Regions from separate parts of the Mus musculus genome. Here regions 2 and 3 are each linked to region 1. A link is a contact called in public Hi-C and HiChIP or PLAC-seq data. All regions are on one chromosome and are shown on one strand. The core of a region is the stretch at or near the end of the contact, and the rest is flanking DNA. Distances in the headings are between cores, read along the strand shown. Region 1 has its middle 130 kb from the start of Pde7b. Region 2 overlaps Pde7b (phosphodiesterase 7B). Region 3 overlaps Pde7b (phosphodiesterase 7B).

Region 1 (2,936 bases), core at 122-2,621:
GAAACGCAGGCCGTAGAGTTGAAGCGTTCTGCGGTCGTGTGATCTTAGGCAAGTGACAACCACTTGTTTTTCTCAGTAACATCGCACTGATAGAGACTGCGCTCAGACAGCTCTTGCAAGGATGGAATGGGCAGGAGTCCTTTAACTCCATGTCTGTCAGGAGGAGCAGATGGAGCTGAACGCTGCTTTGTACATCAATGCTTCAGATTGCCAAGTAACAGCCCTTACTTAAAACTCACAGCAATCAGGCATCAATAAGCACATTTCTTTTAAAAGAAGATGCACAGAATTAGGTGTCTATGTGTTGGCTCGTGTGTGGGTTTGTGTCCGTGAGTGTAGGCGCCCATGGAAGTCAGAAGAAGGTGTCAGATCCCTTGGAGCTGGAGTTACAGGTAGTTGTGAGCTGTCTGATATGGGTACTGGAAATCAAAGTTGGGTCCTTTATAAGAGAGGTCCCTACTCCTGCTGAGTCAGCTTTCCAGCCCCAGCTAAACACTGTTTGGATACGAACAAGCCACCTTGGTAGAAATTGAAGCCAGGTTGAGGACCAAGTGCTGCTTGACCAGCTTTTGAGCAGTTTTATCTTCTGATTCTCACATTCCTAGTCAGCAGAGTTCTACCAACAGCGCCTCAGAGAGTTGCTATGTGGACTGAGCCGATGCATGCCTTTCCAATGTTGAGAGCCATGTGCCTAAGCTACTGTCCTTAGAGTCTTTATTTTGTTTGACTTTATCAGGAAAGAAGAGCTGGGAACCAAATATGAGTTACCTTTTCTTGTTAGAGAAGTCCTCTAAAATATATTCAACACATGCTGTGCCCAAGATACACAGATTACAGATGTGATAAAAAATTTAGGGTTCAAGTAACAGTTATATTATCTAGGTATCTGTCTGGATCCTAGAACTTAGGAGGCAGAGACAGAGGCAGGCAGATTTCTGTGAGTTCAAGGCCAGCCTGGTCTACAAAGTGCATCCAGAACAGGATATAGAATAGCCAGGGCTATTACACAGAGAAACCCTGTCTCAAAGAACCAAATCAAACAACAACAACAACAACAACAACAACAACAACAAACACCAACAATGTTACTTGAAGATTCCTTCAATCATCTCAAATGTTCTATTTTCATAGACCTGTCCCATTTCACTCGCCGTGTACGAAAGGGAGCTTGCCTTATTTTCCACACGAGGTCTGCTGACTCAGGGGACAAAAAAGAACAAATTGTGTAATTTGAGTTGAGAGCAATCATTTTTGCAGTTGTTCTTTTAAAAAAGAAAGAAAGGGAAAAAAATCCTCACATAGAGAGCCAAAACTTGCTTAGAGACCTGTGAGCTCTGCTGCCATTGACGTCACTTGGAAGTTGTGTGGGCAGAAATTGGCTGACTTCCTCCAGTGTGTCTTTTGAAAGCTGAACATACTGGAAAAAAGGCAGTCTTTTAATCTCAAACAACAGTGGGGAGAAAAGTCTCACAAACAGCTCTCCTGTTTATAGCCAAACACCTATCTGAGCACTGTGCTCCTGCGATGAATTTTCTCGGAGCTCAGCCAGGGAGGGATATTCTCCATGTCTGAAATGGTGAACATACAATGTGTAAGTGGAAATTCCTATTTGGATATGGAAACTGAAACTTAGAGGGTTCCAGAATCATTCGTAAGGCCACCAAAGGCCTGCAGCTGGAGTGAACCCCTCACATTCTGTTTTCTAGACCCTTGTAGAGTTCATGATGGGCAGTGGTATTCCTGTACACTTGTCTTCATTATACAGACTCTAGGAGCCAAAGTGCGTATTCATGAGAGCCAGTAGCTTGTCTACTGCACGTCACTAATAGTCGTGGAAACAAGCTAGGCAGAGTCTGTTGACATTGAAGAAAACCTGGAGACAGTTGGGGATCACAAAATGCTGCCCCTAGATAGTGCCATAGATTAAGGTACTTGTACCAGGAACTTCCTTAATTCTAAGTGTTTTGCTCTCCAAGGGCCCTGCTTGGGGGATAAGAAGAAGGCAGTGCCTCAACTGCACTTCACCATCTAGATTTATTCTTATAAAGATCTGGTCCCCACTCATTAACTCAATCATTGAAAAAGTCTATATTAAAAGTCTATTTTGGAGCCTGGGAGATGCTCAGTTGGTAAAGTGCTTACCTTGCAAGCTAGAGGGCCTGACTTCAATTTCTTGAACCCGTGTTTAAAAAGTGCACTCTTGGAATTCCAGTGCTCAGAGAAGCAGAGGTAGGCAGATCTCTGGAGCCTGCTGGCCAGCCAGCCAGCCTGGCTTGCCTCATTGGCTAGTTTCAGTCCAGCAAGAGACCCTGTCTCAAATATTATTTTAAAATTAAAAGGCAGATGGTCCCTGAGGAGCAGTCCATAAGGCTGTCCGATGATTTCTATGTTAACACACATGTGTGTGCAGGGATTCACATTCCAAGCAACAAGTAGTCATAGCCCACATAGACTTTGAATCAGGTTGTAAGCAATCAGCTACAGAGAGCGTTTTCAAATTCAAATTCTGAAGATCCATTTAATAAAGATGTATGACTGTTATTTCTCCTACCAAAAAAAATGAATCACATATCACATATTCTAGGTTGTCAACCCCAACGGCCTCTCATCTCACTACATAGGGAAGTGTATAGACATATTATTCACCTTGGTATTGATTCGTGCATATTCTTTAACCAGATGCATACAGTTGAAGCCATGGAGAAGCCATGTACTCAAAGGTTTTGCTTTTCTGCCTGGCTTCATTCTGCTGCTTCTTAAAGAGAAGCCATCATTGAAAAATGTCACCCCTCGGATGCCTGCCAGCTGAAAGAGTCTGGGAGTGGCTGCTACTTCAATTCCTCTCATAAATATCTGTGATGGCCAAATTCCTGGCACTCCTGTTGATAGGAGTCCAAGGCGTTTCTTTCCTGGCTCTGGCCATCAAAGCTGTACAA
Region 2 (2,936 bases), core at 174-2,673, 190 kb before region 1:
GCCAAACATTATTCACTAGAATTGATGGGGTTTATAACTAACTTATTTGAGTTCTCAGTTGAGCAGAATTTTCATGATGAACCCCTCAACTTAGGGGAAAAGGGTCAACAGCAAACAAGTTGCTAGTGAAGACACCTAAATTTAAAAAACAAAACAAAACAAAACAACTATAGACTCCAAGAGCTCAGGGAAGTGGGGAGGAAGGATTGTAGGAGCTAGAGGGGTCAAGGACACCACAGGAACACAGGCCACAGAATCAACTAACTAGGACCCAGAGGGGTTCATAGACTGATCCGACAATTGGGGAGCCTGCATGGGTCTGACCTAAGTCCTCTGCAGATGTGCTATGGTATGTAGCTTGGTGTTCTTATGGGACCTCTGACAGTGTGAGCAGGGCCTCTGACTCTTGTGCCCTTTGGGATCCTTTTCCTTTTACTGGGTTGTCTTACTCAGCCTTGATCTAAGGGTTTGTGCGGGAGAATCTTATTGTAACCTTTTCTGCTATGTTTGTTGATATCCCTGGGAGGCCTACTTAAGAAATGGAGGCGGGGTGGATCTCTGGGAGAGGGGAAGTCAGGAAGAAAGGGACTGGGAGAAGAGGAGGGGATGGGGAACTACAGTCAGGATGTAATTTATGAGAAAGAAAAACAGAACAGAATAGACAGCATCAACTGGAGCAATGGCCCAGGTTGACCACATACCCAGGAGATCCAGCTTCAGGGCTTATGTTAGTGAAGCTCCAGCTGTACTCTGAGAAGATAATGGCTCTTAAACCTCTTGATAGCTCCATATATACACATGTATATGTATATGTATATATGAAGTAATCTTTCATTATTCCACGAGCCCCTCTGATGTTGACTGATAACGCTGGTGAGAAGAGAAATAACTGTGTAAGGCTGTCCTCAGGAGAGCTGAGGCCACAGGGCTTCTGGCCTTAGGACAGAACAAGTGACGTCCTTGTAGTCCTTTCAGAGCTGTTCTTGCTGGCCCCTGGTCTGGGCAACCGTCTGCTTACCTAGGGTTTTATATCCAAGCTAAACAATTATTTTGACTATTCATTAAACCCTTGTTTAACATCAGCAGCTTTTTTTTTTTCCTGGCAAAGGAAAGGTGCGGTGGAAGCCGGGAGGAAGCGTTGACAGCCGAGCCGTGTCCTCGGTCTGTTCTTATTGTGTTCCAAAAGGAAGCAAACAGCAAGGGAATTCTTATTTTTGAAAGGACTGCTGCTCTTTTGCTCCTTCGGAGCTGAAAGCACAACATGTCGTCCTTGGTCCTGAAGGCTGCAGACGCAGGCCGAGGCTGAGCTGAGTCATTCGTTTCGGGAGCCAAGACCCAGAGACAGTCCCCAGCCCCACAGGGGACGTAGCTCCGGATGGACCTCTTGCCCACTTGGCCTCTCTTGTGGTGTCTGTTTAATAAAAGCTGTGCTAGGGGAAGGACGTTGATGTGGCCTCTTATGTAACTGGCAGAGAAGGGTGGAGACTCTGACAGTGGTGACAGCTTACAGTGGCTGAAACATGGGCCATATGACAAGAACCAGACTCCTGCCCCATCAAGTGCTTCCAAGGTCATTTTGGGGTGAGCAGAGGGCCTGAAAAAGGGAGCGAGCAACAGTGTTCCTGCTGCGTCTGAGGAGAAGAAAGATGGTGGTGATGATCTTGCTATATACAAGTTTCAGGAACCATGGGGTGGGATCTCATGGCAGGGGTATCAATAATAATCTGAAGAAGATAGCAATGGCATAAAAGAAAGAAAGAAAGAAAGAAAGAAAGAGAGAGAGAGAGAGAGAGAGAAAGTGAGGGAGAAAGAAAGAGAGAGAGAGAGAGAGAGAGAGAGAGAGAGAGAGAGAGAAAGAAAGAAAGAAAGAAAGAAAGAAAGAAAGAAGGAAAGAGAGAAACTTTGCAGCAACCAAAACATGGTGGACAAAATGATACTCTGGTAGAAAGCCATTTTCTTGAGCTTCCTTGTGCCCTGTTGCCAGTCATGAAGACAGAGAACCAGGTCTGCACACCTCAGACATGGGCTCTCATCATGATACACTGGGCTCCAATGCAGGCTTGTTTGCTAAAGGTCTTGGTTAACAAGGGTTTGGCCATGCTCGGATAAATATATGGGCAACACAAATTATACCTGGTATACTTTAAAAAAATTTTTTTTGGGGGGGTGAGGACACAAGAGTGGAAGGGTGGACTGGGGAGTAATGGGAACTGAGTATGATTGGGGTACATTGTATGAAATTCCCAAGTAATCCATAAAATATATTATGTTGGGAGAAAAATAATGACTTCTTAGCTAGCTTAACAGTTGTACAATTGAAACATCTGTGGACTTATGAGATACTGTAAACAGCCTGTGTACTTAACTCAGTCAGAGATTATTGTCTGAGGAGTGTTGTCTTACATGTGAGACCCAGTGCAGCTGACTAGACTCGGTGTTTCCTCCGAGGATTTCAATTGCGGCAGGCTCTGTCTAACCACAGAGGACTGTCTATCAGATGGGCTAAGTAGAACGGTCCAGCTTTTTGATTGGTTTGTTTCAGAAACTATGCATTTCTGGGTCATTGTTGGAAATCATTTACGTAGCAAAAAGAAACTGACAGTTGTCCAGAAAGCAAGCTTTTGACAGAAGCAAAAATAATTTCTTTGCATGCATAAAAGAAAGAACAATGTTACTAAACGTTACTAAACAATACACTCTGCAACCTTAGCTTAGGGTTATTAAATGCCTGGTGACAAAAGTGTATTTTGGGACTTGAATGCTAGTCTCTAGAACAGGTAAGGCAGGCTCTTACCCAGACTAGCAGCAACAGGAGCTGTCCTCACTTTTCAACTTGGTAGTGTTTCAGAGGAAAAAAAAGTTCCAATCCCTGAGAATACAGGAGCCTAATTAAAACAGTCTATTGCAAAGGTAGTAGCAGGATTGCCTTAGCAGGG
Region 3 (2,936 bases), core at 248-2,747, 140 kb before region 1:
AGTGGGGTGGATCATGTCTGTGTGGGTGCCAGGTGAGTGGGAAAGCTACCAAAAACTCAAGAGGAAGCACATGGCAGAGCTAAGCCTTGGGGGAGAGTGACCCACATTCAGAGGGACTCTGCTTTGTGCATTATCAGAGGCAAAGACTCTTGACGACCAGGTATAAAATAAGAAGGTCCTGGCCTACCAGAGTAGGGAAACTGAACAAGAGGATATCTGGAGGAAATATATTGAGTACACATAATTGCTTTGATGAGCAATATATTTGCAGTTTATTTTTAAATGGAAAATATCCAATGGCAATTCTAGGGTAGAATATAGCCATGAGCATTTACTTTTGGCTCCTAGCCAAATTCCCTATGAGTCAGGTTCACATGCCATTCTTTCAGGTCAGCTCTGCTCCTCCTGCAGGTTAATGGTGTATTTCTGTAAGTCCTTGAATCAGGACTTTTCCTGTCTGAACGGGAGATGTGTTTCTTGCCCGTCATCCCCTTGGAGCAGTGGATCCCAATCCTGGGACCCTTTAATAAGTCCCTCCTGTTGTGGCGACCCCCAACCGCAAATTATTTTCATTGTTACTACATAGCTGTAATTTTGCTGCTGTTATGAATTGTAATGTGAATATCTGTTTTTGTTTTTGTTTTTTTTTTTCTGACGGTCTCGGGCGGCCCCTGTGAAAGGATTGAGAACTGGGGGCTTAGAACCGTATTGGAGGCACAGTAGCTTTCATGTCTCACTTACAGAAAACCTACTCAAAACCAAAACAAATGTCCTCTTAGTCTTCACTTCTGAGCATCAACCTGCCTCAGTTTGGGTGTGCAGACAGACCCTGAGCATCTAAAGCGGTTACCGGAGATCTAAACTCTGTGTTGTTCCTTGCTTCCTCTCTCATCCGTCTCCCTCATTCTGCTCCGCTTTGGTGCGGAGCTGGTCAGCAGCGGAATCCAGGCTGTGGAAACTACTTTGGGATGAGTATGGAGAACAATTTGGAGTTTGAGGCTGGGCCTTTACCAGCCACTGGGAGAGAAAATAATGAACTGGGAGTGAGTGGGGTGATCATGACCCACTTATTTCAACTATGAGGAGGCGAGAGCTGAAATTCAGAAGGTGAAACTGTAAGCAAAACCGAGTAACATAATTCTGGGGGATGTGGGGGGAGGGCTGGGGTGGGCAGTGGGAGAATAGTCATGTGACTGCCGTGTTAGCACCCAAGGAGCTCCTGTGTTCTTGGAGTTTGCGTAATTAAAACTTAGAAGTCTATGTCTAAAAGCTAGGCTTTTCCTAATCAAATGTGGCAAAGCCCCGCCCTTTTGCCAACATTTTCCTTCTGAGCTTAAATCACGTGCTGTGGCCTTGAAGGGTTCCACCCTGGCTCAGGTTCCGCAGCCCCCAGTTTGGCTCACTTTCAGGATGGAGAGAAGGAACGTTTACATCTGCATAGCAAGTAGGGCAGTGCCTTTCACTTCACTGTCTGGGATTTGATTAATTCTGTTTAATTGCGCGGAGGAGCCACCAAGAGACTAGAGCCAGGCGTGGTATCCGCATTTATTCTCTCCTTTCTCTATCTGCCTCAGAATCAAGTTACTTTGAACTCCTACCCTGTAACGTTACTATTGACCATGCTGGTCCAAACTACGGGTCAGTGTGACATGTCAACTCTGCTCATGCTGAACGTCTGCTCGGAATGGCTCATTCATAATTCATGCGTCTAAAAATGAATCGCGTGTATTTAGGTGGCTGGTTTGCCAGTCTTCAGCTATTTCCATCGCAGACCCACAAACCTCACTTTTGATGAAATCCTTCCTTATAAAAATCAAAGATTTTTCTTTCAGATTAGTTCAAATTAGACCTTCGTGGAACTCCTTTGGTCTAGTGGTCATTCGAAGCAAATGGTCAGGGCAGAGTGTTTTCTTCCTGACTTCTGTAAAGTACCACCTGCTAAAATCTCCCTGTTCTTTATCCCTCTCTTCCACTTCCCCTAGTCCACCTGCTTTACAGCACAAGATACTTTAAACACACAAAGTGATAAGAAATGAGAGATACTAGCCTCCTGAACCCACCATTGCATAAGACTGTGGGATGTCATACCTGAGCCTGGGTCACCAACGTGTGATCCTGGCCTGGAATAAGATCCTAGCCCTACCTTCTTAAAAGCAACTAACCACATACCTTGCTAGCATTTCTACCTTGCTAGTTTTATGGGAAATGGAGCCTGGAAGCAGGATGGAGTATGGGGTCTTCATCTAGAAATTAGGCTGGCCATCCTGAATATTTTCGTCCTTGTTTAGGTGTATGTCTGGGCAAGCAGACATTAAATGTTTTCACAGTGTTCACAATTTAAGTTCACCTAAACTCTGACATCTCCGGAGGAAATCCAGTGGTCTTTCTTACGAATGCCTAGAAAGCATTGCCCCACTATCAGGCCCAGAGGATTCCTGATACACTGTTGATCTTCTTACAAACCCTTGGTTTCTGAGAAGTTTCTCCCTACATGGGGTTTTGTCAAGTGTACAGTGATCAATCTTAATTCCTATAAGCCTGCGCCTGGAATTCGAATGGCAGCATGCTGTGATCTGGGCTTTGAAGTAATAAATCTTAAGTGGCTATTATCACAACAAAATCATAATCTGGAGACAAAAGAAAATTCCCTTCTGTGACTATTAAATAGAATTTTGACTTTAAGTGGCCATTAGTATTATGAATAAGAACACAAACTCAAACACAAACACAAAATAAGAACACAAACCTCTCATATTTAATTTAGTTTAACAAAGGATTTAGTTGGCCACAAAATAATGGCTGTTTCCATGTGGCTTTTAAGGATACCCTTACTTGTAATTTGAACCAATAAACCTTCATTGCTCCACCCAGCCCCTTCAGAACATTTCAACGGTTGTGTGATTGTAGGTATGAAAATTTACTCTGCACACGTTAAT

The links. Hi-C and Micro-C count contacts between places; a contact is called where the count stands out from the background. HiChIP or PLAC-seq counts read pairs in DNA pulled down with a chosen protein or histone mark.
Region 2: an H3K27ac HiChIP or PLAC-seq map of heart atrium shows a contact between it and region 1, with 7 read pairs. The contact joins two enhancer-like sites. A contact is called at or near these places in 3 of 484 Hi-C or Micro-C datasets (the HL-1 cell line, granulosa cells and nephron progenitors) and 2 of 115 datasets of contacts at active chromatin or transcription factors (bone marrow-derived macrophages and heart atrium).
Region 3: a Hi-C map of uterus shows a contact between it and region 1, with 3 times the contacts expected there. The contact joins two enhancer-like sites. A contact is called at or near these places in 1 of 484 Hi-C or Micro-C datasets (uterus), 2 of 115 datasets of contacts at active chromatin or transcription factors (bone marrow-derived macrophages and heart atrium) and 1 of 9 other capture datasets (embryonic stem cells).

What each region holds. Positions count from the first base shown.
Region 1 is chr10:20,672,635-20,675,570 of GRCm38.p6, forward strand. It overlaps a transcript of Pde7b not described here. Among named protein-coding and RNA genes, the nearest start is that of Pde7b, 130 kb to the left of the region's middle. Within about 2 kb of position 1,372, at least 50 of the 459 cell types and tissues checked have an H3K27ac peak or open chromatin away from gene starts, as enhancers often do. A contact at or near this core is called in heart atrium and uterus, where this site is marked.
Region 2 is chr10:20,485,653-20,488,588 of GRCm38.p6, forward strand. All of the region lies in intron 1 of Pde7b (phosphodiesterase 7B), which reads right to left. Among named protein-coding and RNA genes, the nearest start is that of Pde7b, 61 kb to the right of the region's middle. RefSeq lists an enhancer at 1-2,936. Within about 2 kb of position 1,424, at least 46 of the 459 cell types and tissues checked have an H3K27ac peak or open chromatin away from gene starts, as enhancers often do. A contact at or near this core is called in heart atrium, where this site is marked.
Region 3 is chr10:20,527,569-20,530,504 of GRCm38.p6, forward strand. All of the region lies in intron 1 of Pde7b (phosphodiesterase 7B), which reads right to left. Among named protein-coding and RNA genes, the nearest start is that of Pde7b, 19 kb to the right of the region's middle. Within about 2 kb of position 1,498, at least 32 of the 459 cell types and tissues checked have an H3K27ac peak or open chromatin away from gene starts, as enhancers often do. A contact at or near this core is called in uterus, where this site is marked.